Linked DNA regions of Mus musculus: region 1 is linked to region 2. The links are chromatin contacts, called in public promoter capture Hi-C maps. All regions are on one chromosome and are shown on one strand. The core of a region is the stretch at or near the end of the contact, and the rest is flanking DNA. Distances in the headings are between cores, read along the strand shown.

What was found. Promoter capture Hi-C pulls out the DNA fragments that hold promoters and counts their contacts.
Region 1: a contact with region 2 is called in a promoter capture Hi-C map of pre-B cells. The contact joins the promoter of Hnrnpdl here to the promoter of Ccng2 in region 2. A contact is called at or near these places in 1 of 39 promoter capture datasets (pre-B cells) and 1 of 484 Hi-C or Micro-C datasets (CD4 T cells).

What each region holds. Positions count from the first base shown.
Region 1 is chr5:100,035,499-100,040,606 of GRCm38.p6, reverse strand. Hnrnpdl (heterogeneous nuclear ribonucleoprotein D-like) reads left to right here and starts at 1,385. Exons shown (of 8, transcript NM_016690.4): 1 at 1,385-1,887; 2 at 2,626-2,794; 3 at 2,878-3,039; 4 at 3,391-3,522; 5 at 3,631-3,745; 6 at 3,956-4,126; 7 at 4,412-4,503. The coding sequence starts at 1,445. The coding sequence ends at 4,482. Enoph1 (enolase-phosphatase 1) reads right to left here and starts at 613. Exons shown (of 6, transcript NM_026421.3): 1 at 305-613. The coding sequence starts at 388.
Region 2 is chr5:93,265,330-93,269,913 of GRCm38.p6, reverse strand. Ccng2 (cyclin G2) reads right to left here and starts at 2,341. Exons shown (of 8, transcript NM_007635.4): 1 at 2,117-2,341; 2 at 1,155-1,292; 3 at 512-649. The coding sequence starts at 1,292.

The DNA of each region.
Region 1 (5,108 bases), core at 136-2,635, 6.8 Mb before region 2:
CAGGCCGTGGGAGCTCCAATCACCCCAACTCCTCCCAGCTGACCTGCCCCTCCCCAAGCCGTTGCTGAGACCATCTCCACTTCTTCCTATCCTTCTCCACCTAACCGAAAGCAAGGACAGGGGAGAAGATGGTGGCGCGAGGAAAAGCACCCCCGCAAACCGCCGCAGCTTCTCTTCCCCATTCCAGAGACATAAAGCCACACCGCCTCTCCTGAGCCTCCCAGGCAAAATCTCCAACACTTAAAATTTCCCTTTCAGATGCTTTTAGGCACAAGTAACTTCCCCGCTCCCTTCCGCCCCTCACCTTCACGAAAGCAATCGGGGTTGTGGTACCTTCGATATCTAACAGGATTACGGTGACTTCGGCGGGCACGGAAACCACGACCATTTCCCTGCCGGATGCTACCACGGGCTCGGCCTTGGTTAAGGAGGGCAACACCGCCTGCGCGTCTTGAGCTCCCGAGGGCCCAGCAACAACCGAGGCGCTGGCGACAGCGAACGACCAGGGGCTCAGAGACAGAGCTGGGACCCGCAGTTGCAGAGGAAGCCGCCTAGGGTACTACACCCGACGAGCAGGCGAGCCGCGCAGGCCCGGACCACGTGGGCAGCCGGAGGGGCGGGGCTCCGGGATTCAAAGGGGGGGGGTGGAGGAAACAAGGAGCGCGTGCCTATTGGCCGCCGGCGAGCCGCGAACCCGTCGGTCAAAATAGGCCTCGCGTGGGCGGGAACAAAGAAGCGAGCACCCAAGCCTGGAGCCTGGAGCCCGAGCGCGGGCACCAGCCCTCCGCAGCCTGCTGGAGCCTGCGCGGGAGGCCCGGGGCTCGTGCAGACGGGAGTCCCTTGAGTGGCGCGCCCGGGACGTGAGTGCCCCTTGTCTTCCCCGGCACCTGACCCCTTCCCCGCCCACCGCGTGCACCTTGGCACAGCTTCAGTCATCCGAGCAGGCCCCGCCCTCCGCCGCGGCCTCAGCCAGCCTCGGAGAACGAACGCACGGAACCCGGGCTGCAGAGAGAGATCCTGCAGCCACGGCCCCTGAGCCGACACCGCCCCGAGGCGACGGCGGAAAAGCCGTCCCCGCCAGGACGGAGGCGGTCATCGCGCACAGGCTTTCTGCTCGGCTGGTTGCAGCCGGCGCGAGGACAAAACACGCGTGCGCCGGGAGGGCGGGCGAGCGAGCGGGCGGACGGGCGCGCTGCAGCTTCAGCAAGCGGCGCGGGGTGCACGCCGCCCTTTTGCCGGAGTGGCCGCCGCTGCAGCAGCAGCAGCAGCTCTGCACTAGGGGACTGAGGGCGCAGCAAGGGACTGAGCCGAACTGGACGCGCGACGCCAACGGCTCTCAAGGCAAGAGGGACTGTGGCCCTGCCACGGCGCCGCTCGCGATTCCCGGTCCCGCACGGCTGACTCTCCCCGCGGCGCGACCTCGCTCCTCATCCGGAGCGCGGCGATGGAGGTCCCGCCCCGGCTCTCCCATGTGCCGCCGCCATTGTTCCCCTCCGCTCCCGCTACTTTAGCCTCCCGCGGCCTCTCCCATTGGCGGCCACGGGCTCCCCGGCAGCTCGCCCCGCTCCTCCCTTCGCTCGCTTCCAGCGCCTCCCGCCAGGGGGCGCGCCGGAGCCCGCGCCACGTCACCGCCCAGCAGCCCTCCCGATTGGCGGGCGGGGCGGCTATAAAGGGAGGGCGCAGGCGGCGGCCGGATCTCTTCCGCCGCCATTTTAAATCTAGCTCCATACAACGCTCCGCCGCCGCTGCCGCCGGGACCCGGACTGCGCGCCAGCACCCCCTCGCCGACGGCTCCGCCACCATGGAGGACATGAATGAGTACAGCAACATAGAGGAGTTCGCAGAGGGATCCAAGATCAACGCGAGCAAGAACCAGCAGGATGACGGGTACCGCACGCTCCGCTCCTCCCCTCCCCCAGAGCCCCGCGCGCGCCCTTCGTCCCTCCGGAGCCGCGCGCGCTGCCCCCAGTCTTTCCCCGAGTCGATTCTCCGCGTGCCCGCTGGACCCCAGTAGCCTTCCCCACTAGTGGAAAGTAAGATGGGGTGACTCGAGAGGCCCGCCGCGGGTGGGGGAAGGGAGGAGGGGTTGGGGAAGGAGAGAGGCGCCGTCGGTGTCCCGAGTGCGCAGGCGCCGCGTGGGGCCCGGGAGGGGGGAGGGGCCGGGTTCTGTGCGCCACTTGCTGCAGCTGCTGCTGCCGCTGCCGCCTCTTCATTGTGTGTGTTGGCCGCTCGCGAATTTTCCTGGGTTAGGTTTGGGAAACTTTTGGTTGGGGCACCAGTAGACGACTGGCACTAAAAGTTTCCTAGGTAGCAAAGTTGGCTTTAAGGCTGTGGGCAAGAGTCTACGTAAGTTGCGGGGGAATCGGTGTAAAAGTTGTGCTCTGCAATCCAAAGCAAGCAGGGCAGGACATCTACCAGATTCTAATGGCTTTTTTTTTTTTTCTAAGTTTTGAGTTCGCGTGGTACAAAGCAACGTGCCAGCTGGCTTGAACAAGTGGTTAAGATTTTTGTGGTCTAATGTTAGTGTTTGTAGTCAAAACAGATTGCGTCTGGAGAGTAAGTTGCCCTGTATTTAATCACTAAGTTACTGTTAAGCTTATTTTTCTTAAATAACTTTATTTCTAGTAAAATGTTTATTGGAGGCTTGAGCTGGGATACAAGCAAGAAAGATCTGACTGAATATTTGTCTCGATTTGGGGAAGTGGTAGACTGCACAATTAAAACAGACCCAGTCACGGGAAGATCAAGAGGATTTGGATTTGTGCTTTTCAAAGATGCTGCTAGTGTGGATAAGGTAGGGCTGTGTTTTGCATTGAGTCTACTGCGTTGCTTGCAAGTTGCTCTAGGCTTTTAAGTCCAAACTGCCTTGTCTTCCAGGTTTTGGAACTGAAAGAACACAAACTGGATGGCAAATTGATAGACCCCAAAAGGGCCAAAGCTTTAAAGGGGAAAGAACCCCCTAAAAAGGTCTTTGTGGGTGGATTGAGCCCAGATACTTCAGAAGAACAAATTAAAGAATATTTTGGAGCCTTTGGAGAGGTGGGCTGTGTTTGTGTATGTATGTGTGTCTGTGCTCGTGTTTGGTCAAGTCTGGGGGGGTTCATTAATATTTCACCGGATGGGACTGAATTCTCTTGCTTCGTCTTCACTGCTGCTTTCTATGTTGTAGTGGAAACCAGTATCTAATCTTACTTAGCCAAAGCCCCAAAGGTGTAAAGTGTTTCACCAATTGGTGGCCTCTGGGGTGTAAGGTACTATAAAAAGATAAAACACAACTTTTTAGAACATGGTGGTCAGTAGATGTGTCTGGTGTTTGTGAAGAGCCTGTGGCATTATATAATCTTTATTAACTGGTGGGTTTGTTTGTTTTGTCTGTGCACCTGATTTCAGATAGAAAATATTGAGCTTCCCATGGATACAAAAACAAATGAAAGAAGAGGATTCTGTTTTATCACATACACAGACGAAGAGCCAGTAAAGAAACTGTTAGAAAGCAGATACCATCAAATAGGTTCTGGGAAGGTAAATCCCTTAACAACTTAGAGGATTGTGTGTGTGAAGTCAGTGTGAAGAGAAACTTGTTCTATGTTCAGAACTTGGAACATCTGCAAATTTTCTGTTTATTTACAGTGCGAAATCAAAGTTGCGCAACCCAAAGAGGTGTACAGGCAGCAGCAGCAACAACAGAAAGGAGGCAGAGGGGCTGCAGCCGGCGGAAGAGGAGGTGCTAGGGGGCGTGGAAGAGGTGAGACCTCCTTGGGCGAGTGAGCGGTACACTGAAGCAGTGAGCTGCTAGGGACCTGACCTGTAGGGAAACACAGCTAGAGTGAAACTAAAGAGCTGACTTGGGGGGGGGGGGTTGAAGCCACAGTGTAGGGGACAGGAATGGATCAGCTTGTGGTAGGATTGGGACAGTCCCAAGTTGTTTCCTAACCTTCGTTGTGCATTGTTTCAGGTCAGGGCCAAAACTGGAACCAAGGATTTAATAACTATTATGATCAAGGATATGGAAATTATAATAGTGCCTATGGTGGTGATCAGAACTATAGTGGCTATGGCGGCTATGATTATACTGGGTATAACTATGGGAACTATGGATATGGACAGGGATATGCAGACTACAGCGGTAAGAACACTTAACTCAATTGTGAAGTACTTTCCCATTCTGAACTTGTGTGTATGGGCTTACTGTTGAGATGTTTGGAGTAGTCATGTTGTATAGTCATAGGAAAGTAAGACGGTGGTTATTTTAAAATATAATTAACAGCTATTGGCTATTACTGACTGTTAAGATGGCTTGATGTTTTGATGTTCAGCATGCATAGTTTCTTATAGGGTAGATTTTTTTTTCTGTTTAGAAAAACGGTTTTCTTAGGAAACTTTGTTAGTGAAACTCATATCCTTTCCACAGGTCAGCAGAGCACTTACGGCAAGGCGTCCCGAGGGGGCGGCAATCACCAGAACAATTACCAGCCCTACTAAAGGAGGACGCTGGGAGAGCAGGTGTGTGAGATGCAGGAAAGCATTGCACTGGCTAATTTAACTTAAAGATCAATAGACAAATGAAAAACACGAGTAAATGATATGTTGTGTAGTCCTTGCTAAAGTGTTACTGTTTAATTGCTTTATGAGCCTGTTTTGCCTAAAGTGTCTATAGATCTTTAACTTTAAAGTTTTACCTCACCTTTTTTAGAACTACAGAAAAACTTAAGAGTTTTTCTGTTTGCTTTGTGTACCAGGAGGTGTAGAGGAGTAATTAAACTTTTTTAGAAGTGTTAACAGGTAAAGTACTGAAATGGGTACAACTTAAGGAAAAGAAGAATGTTGTCTTCTAACTCTGACATTATACCTTGTTTGTACCCGCCAGCGGGAACTTCATTGCAGGCCGTGTGTCACCCTGACCACGTCTATCTCTGGGGGTCGCACGTTGCGGGCAGAGCGCAAGGCATACACCAGAAAACGCTGTCCTGTGGTATGGTCTCTTCCAACTTCATGTACCAGCGTAAAGATTAAAGTGGAAAACTTCAGACTTTGGCTTCTTTTTTAATCTTTTTGGAGATTAAGTGTCTAAACTTAACTTAAATGGTTTTTTACAGGAGTTAAAGTGC
Region 2 (4,584 bases), core at 1,092-3,591:
TGAATTTTAGTTAATTCTTCTTGACTCCCTGAACCCCTGGAAGCACGCACAGAGTACTTAAAGTATAGTGGCCTGCCTCTGTAATGTCTTACTAGAGGACATGTTTAAGAGGCACAGCAAAACCTTATTGAAGACGCAGAAATACAGTTTTCCAGTCTCTCTAGTATGAATGATCACAATTTGACTAATATAAGTTTATAATCAGGAGGCTTTATTACATTTCATTTGACAAATATTGAGCCCTGTATGTGTTAGAGACTGTGTTGGGCACTGGCCATTGGAAACATGTTGATTTGTCAGAAGTGGAAACACACACTTTTGACCCTAGCACTTGGGAGTGGGAGGCAGAAGCGAGCAGAACTCTGAGGTTGGAGGCCAGCCGAGTCTATAGAACTAGTTCCACAACAGTCAGAGCTACACAGAGAAACCGTGTATCAAAAGATAAAATAAAAATTAACAAAAAATAAAGATATAAAATATAATATGGATTTTATAAAAAGCAATTAAATACCTTCATAAGGGCCAAGAATCTATCCAAAATATTGACAGCCAGAACGAAAGTTTCAGTGCCAGATCCAAAGAAGTTAGTTAAACTTCTTAAATCTTCCACTTTGGCATTTCTCAGTCTTGAACACAAAGTGTTATCATTCTGAAATTAAAAACCAAGAATCAAAGTTTATTTTCTTAGAATGGAATAGAGGTGGTTCAAAACCTACTCTCCCTTTAGTTTTCCCCATTGTACACATGACCTCCTAAAGCTATCACACTACGTTCAGATAAATCACTACTTTTAAAATTTATCCAATACAGAACTTTAGCCAACTCAATATAACGTGAAGTGTTGCCCCACCCAAGGTAGTTACAGCAGAATGTGGGTTCCTTGATGAGGTTTTTCTGACACAATCTAAGATCCTATTAGAAATATTCTCTAGGAATTTCCCACCACCAGAAGAAACGCCTCTACAGTACACTTGGTATAACTTCCACATTCACTAAAAACAAAAGCAGAACCCTTTCACGTTTCACGTTTTTTCTTAGTACGGTGAGGCCAATTTTGGATTTAACTTTTTAGCCTTTGGTACTGATTTGGTACGAGGAAAACCAAAAAGTTACCTTCCCACCTTCCCCCAAGTCCTATCAATTCTCAAATTTACCTCCGGGGTAGCCTCCATCAAGATCAGCCCTTTTTCCCGAGGTTGGTATCTCTGTTCTTGTTCCAGGTAGAAGTTCAACAATCCGAAAAGCTGAACCCCTTCGCCACCTGCCAAGTGCTTGGCCCCCAAATCCTTCATCTGCAGCAAATACACCGCGGCCGGTTAAGAATATAATCCGGATACGTAGGGTGTGAGAGCAGAAGGAGCTGGCCGCGATCCCTCCAGCTAGGGGCGCCCCAGATCACGCAAGCCAGAACCGGGTGAGGGGGGGATCGGTCACGTCCGCCAGCCTCAGGGGAATCCTCCCCTAAAGACATGGAGGCGTGGCATGGGGGGGCAGTATCTCGGTCACCTCCGCTGGCCAGGGCTAGTTCTGATCAGCTCTGTGGCCGACAGCGTTTGACGTACAGGAAAAGTGTCCAAGAAGCGTAATGTCCCCTACTGTCCGCATCACCTGGACAGCACAGCAGGGACTTCTAACTAGACTCTAGGCCCTAGAGGAAAGCGGGGGACCGGAAGACTGAAGCCACCGAAGCGGGTTCTGGGGCGGGGCGTTGCACAATAGGAGAGAAGGGAGGGGGAGTCTCGAGACTGAACAAAGAACTGGAAGGAGGCGGCTTCGGAGCCCCGCCCCGGGAGCCCGTCGCGGAGCCCACCTCCAAGCTACCCCCGCAGCTTCTGCAGCTTTGACGAGCCCCGCAACTCGAGACAGGGCGGCCCAGTAGCTTGGGGGATGCTGGGGAGACAGTGGGGAGTCCAGTACGCCCGCAGCGAGCAGTAGCCTAATACTTGGGCTCAGTAACGGTGCGAAGCCCCGGGGCTGTCAACCCACCGTATAGCCTCAGAACACCCTGGAGCCCCTGTCAGTCCCTCAGCTGCGGCTGGGGGACTCCACCATCAAAGCAAACCGCGATCCAGACCCGGAGCCACCAAACCCAGAGCCACCCGGGAGGCCCACTCACCGTGTCGGCCCCGGCGTCACGGACCGGCGCGGCGGGGGCGTCCGGACCCGTCTCCGAGCTCAGGGACCAGCCTCCTCAGCGGCACCCCGAGACCCGCATCCGACCTCCCCGCCGCCGCCCGGCCTCACAGCCCCGGCTGCATCTTGCTCCTCAGCGGGGCTCAGCGCCCGCCCTGCACCGCCACCTCCTCCCGGCTCCGCCGCAGCCTCCGGAGCTGAGCAAACCCCTTGTTTTTGTTTTGAGTCTGCGACGCCCCCAAGGGGCGGGGCGCGTGACTGCGCGCGGAGGGATCCTCGCTCGCTCGCCCAGTGGATCTGAGAAAAAGAGTCCCTGCTCCGAGCCTCAGTTCCCAGCCTCTCTTGGCCCCTTCTGTTCCTCTTGGCCTTGCGGAGCCAGGATCTATGGTAGGGAGTGGAATCTGGATTCCAGCCTCATTTCAGAATGGAACCGGAAGGGAGCAAAGATGAGCGAGCCGATCGGAGAGCGGAAGGAGACAGTTTCTGGACGCCTCACACCTTTTAAAGGTCCCCCGATTTGTTTTGTTTTCGCTGTTTTGAAAAGTCCGCCCAAAGTAGCGGGCTCCCTGATTGGACAAGGGTGGGGCAAGCCGACTGCTGAGGACTTGATTTAATCTCGAATCTGGATTGGCTGGCCGACTGGCTGTTGCGTCCTCTGATTGGCTCTCAATATATCCCGACTCTCTTATCTTCTTCCGGGGCCTTAGCAACTCTGGGGTCTGGATTGCGCATGCTTGGGTGGGTGGCATTTGTGGTGCTCGGTTACGTGCCGGGGTCCACAGCTGCCTAGGAACTCTAGCTCAGTCTAGGCGAGGCCCGAGGCTGTCGCCTCTGGTCACACCCCGAAAATCCGAGGTCACATAACTCTGTAACAGCGTTTCCAGGAGTGCAGAAGGGCGTCCTGAACTTCTTAGTTGTACCACCGGTGTATTTTGCAATAAACAGTCAAGCTCTTAACATTCCAAGATGCTTACCGAGATAATTTTTTTTTAATCGATCTGACTCAGGAAAGAAAAAAAGCTAAATTCAACTAGTTGGTTACACAGCTGACTTGTTGAAGTTGGGCGGTGGGTAGTAGAGACTGCATTACAGAATTGTGAGTGCATTTGTGTGCCTTGAAATTTTTTTTCCATAATAAAAAGTTCAAAGGAGGGACCTTTCAATAAAAACTGCAGATTGATGAGGGTATATAGATATCTAATAAGTGTGCTTCTAGAGGTTATGGTTGTACTGTTTGCTTTTGGTTTTAATGAAGGCTCCCACAGCCTCTTGGTTCTTGATCGCCCATAAATTATCATTTATTGTCTATTATAATTAACGTTGTTATTAAGCTGACACCTCTCCTAAGGCAGAGCAAAAACCAAACCAACTAGATGCCTTAGGCAGGGCTAACTTTCACACGGAGTGGAGTATCTGTCGGGAGGCAGGAAAATTCCCTAGATTGTTTTGGTTTTGTTTGTTTGTTTTACTTTCTATTCCCTCAGATCTCTGCCTCCTAACAAACATGCAAATCGGTAACTTAGAGCCTTCATGAATTCTAAACAGCTAGCCTCTCCGAAATGAATTTTTTACTCTTGGGTGTGTTTTCTGTGAGTCACTTTGGAGCTTATAAACTACTAGAGGGCACCTAGTACCGCTTTAACAGCTGAAGAGTTACTCAAATAGATGGCTTTGTGTATTAGCTGGAAAGAGACTCAGACATCTGTTTGGAGCACAGAGCAGCAGAGGAAGAGAACACCAAAGGGCTAGCTAGCATTCCAGTTTCAGAGGGGTGTGGCCTTCTTGGTTTTAGAACATAAAATATTAGCATACCACTTAAATGATTTACAGGTTATATAATTTTATTCGAGGTGTGGTTGATCTTTTAAGCATTATTTAAATTATTACGTTAGTGACGTACATCTGGATGAAAGTCCATGCTTGTAAACTCGCACAGCAATTGGCGACTCGATGAGAGAATGGAGCTATGATTAAAGTTCAGACATATCTTGCAACAGGGGAAAAGCCCAGCTAACAGGGTCAGTGGTGAGAAAGAAACAACTGATGAGAGAAGTTTAGGAGCCGAACAAGAAGACTGGGGAGAGCTTTGTGTTCCAATGGCCAAAGGTAGAAAAGGAGCCAGGGCTATAAAATAAGTGATGTGAAAGAGGAAGTGTAAAAGAATGTGGCAGGAGATTTTATAAATAACATACTGTATGAGACAGAAAGGAAGAGAGCCAGCCAAGTGTGACGGCTGCAAACCCTGCACTTGGAAGGCTAAGGCAGGGGCATTGCGGTGAGTACAAGGATAGCCTAGGCTACAGAGTGAGACCTTGTCAGAAGGGGGAGAAGAGAAAGAAAAAAGAAAGCTTGAAGAAACCATCCTTTTCTTAGCCCTCTAGAGGGTATGAAGTTATACAAAACATACGCTGATTTTTACACGATGTGAATAGTCCTGCAAAGTGGGATGCT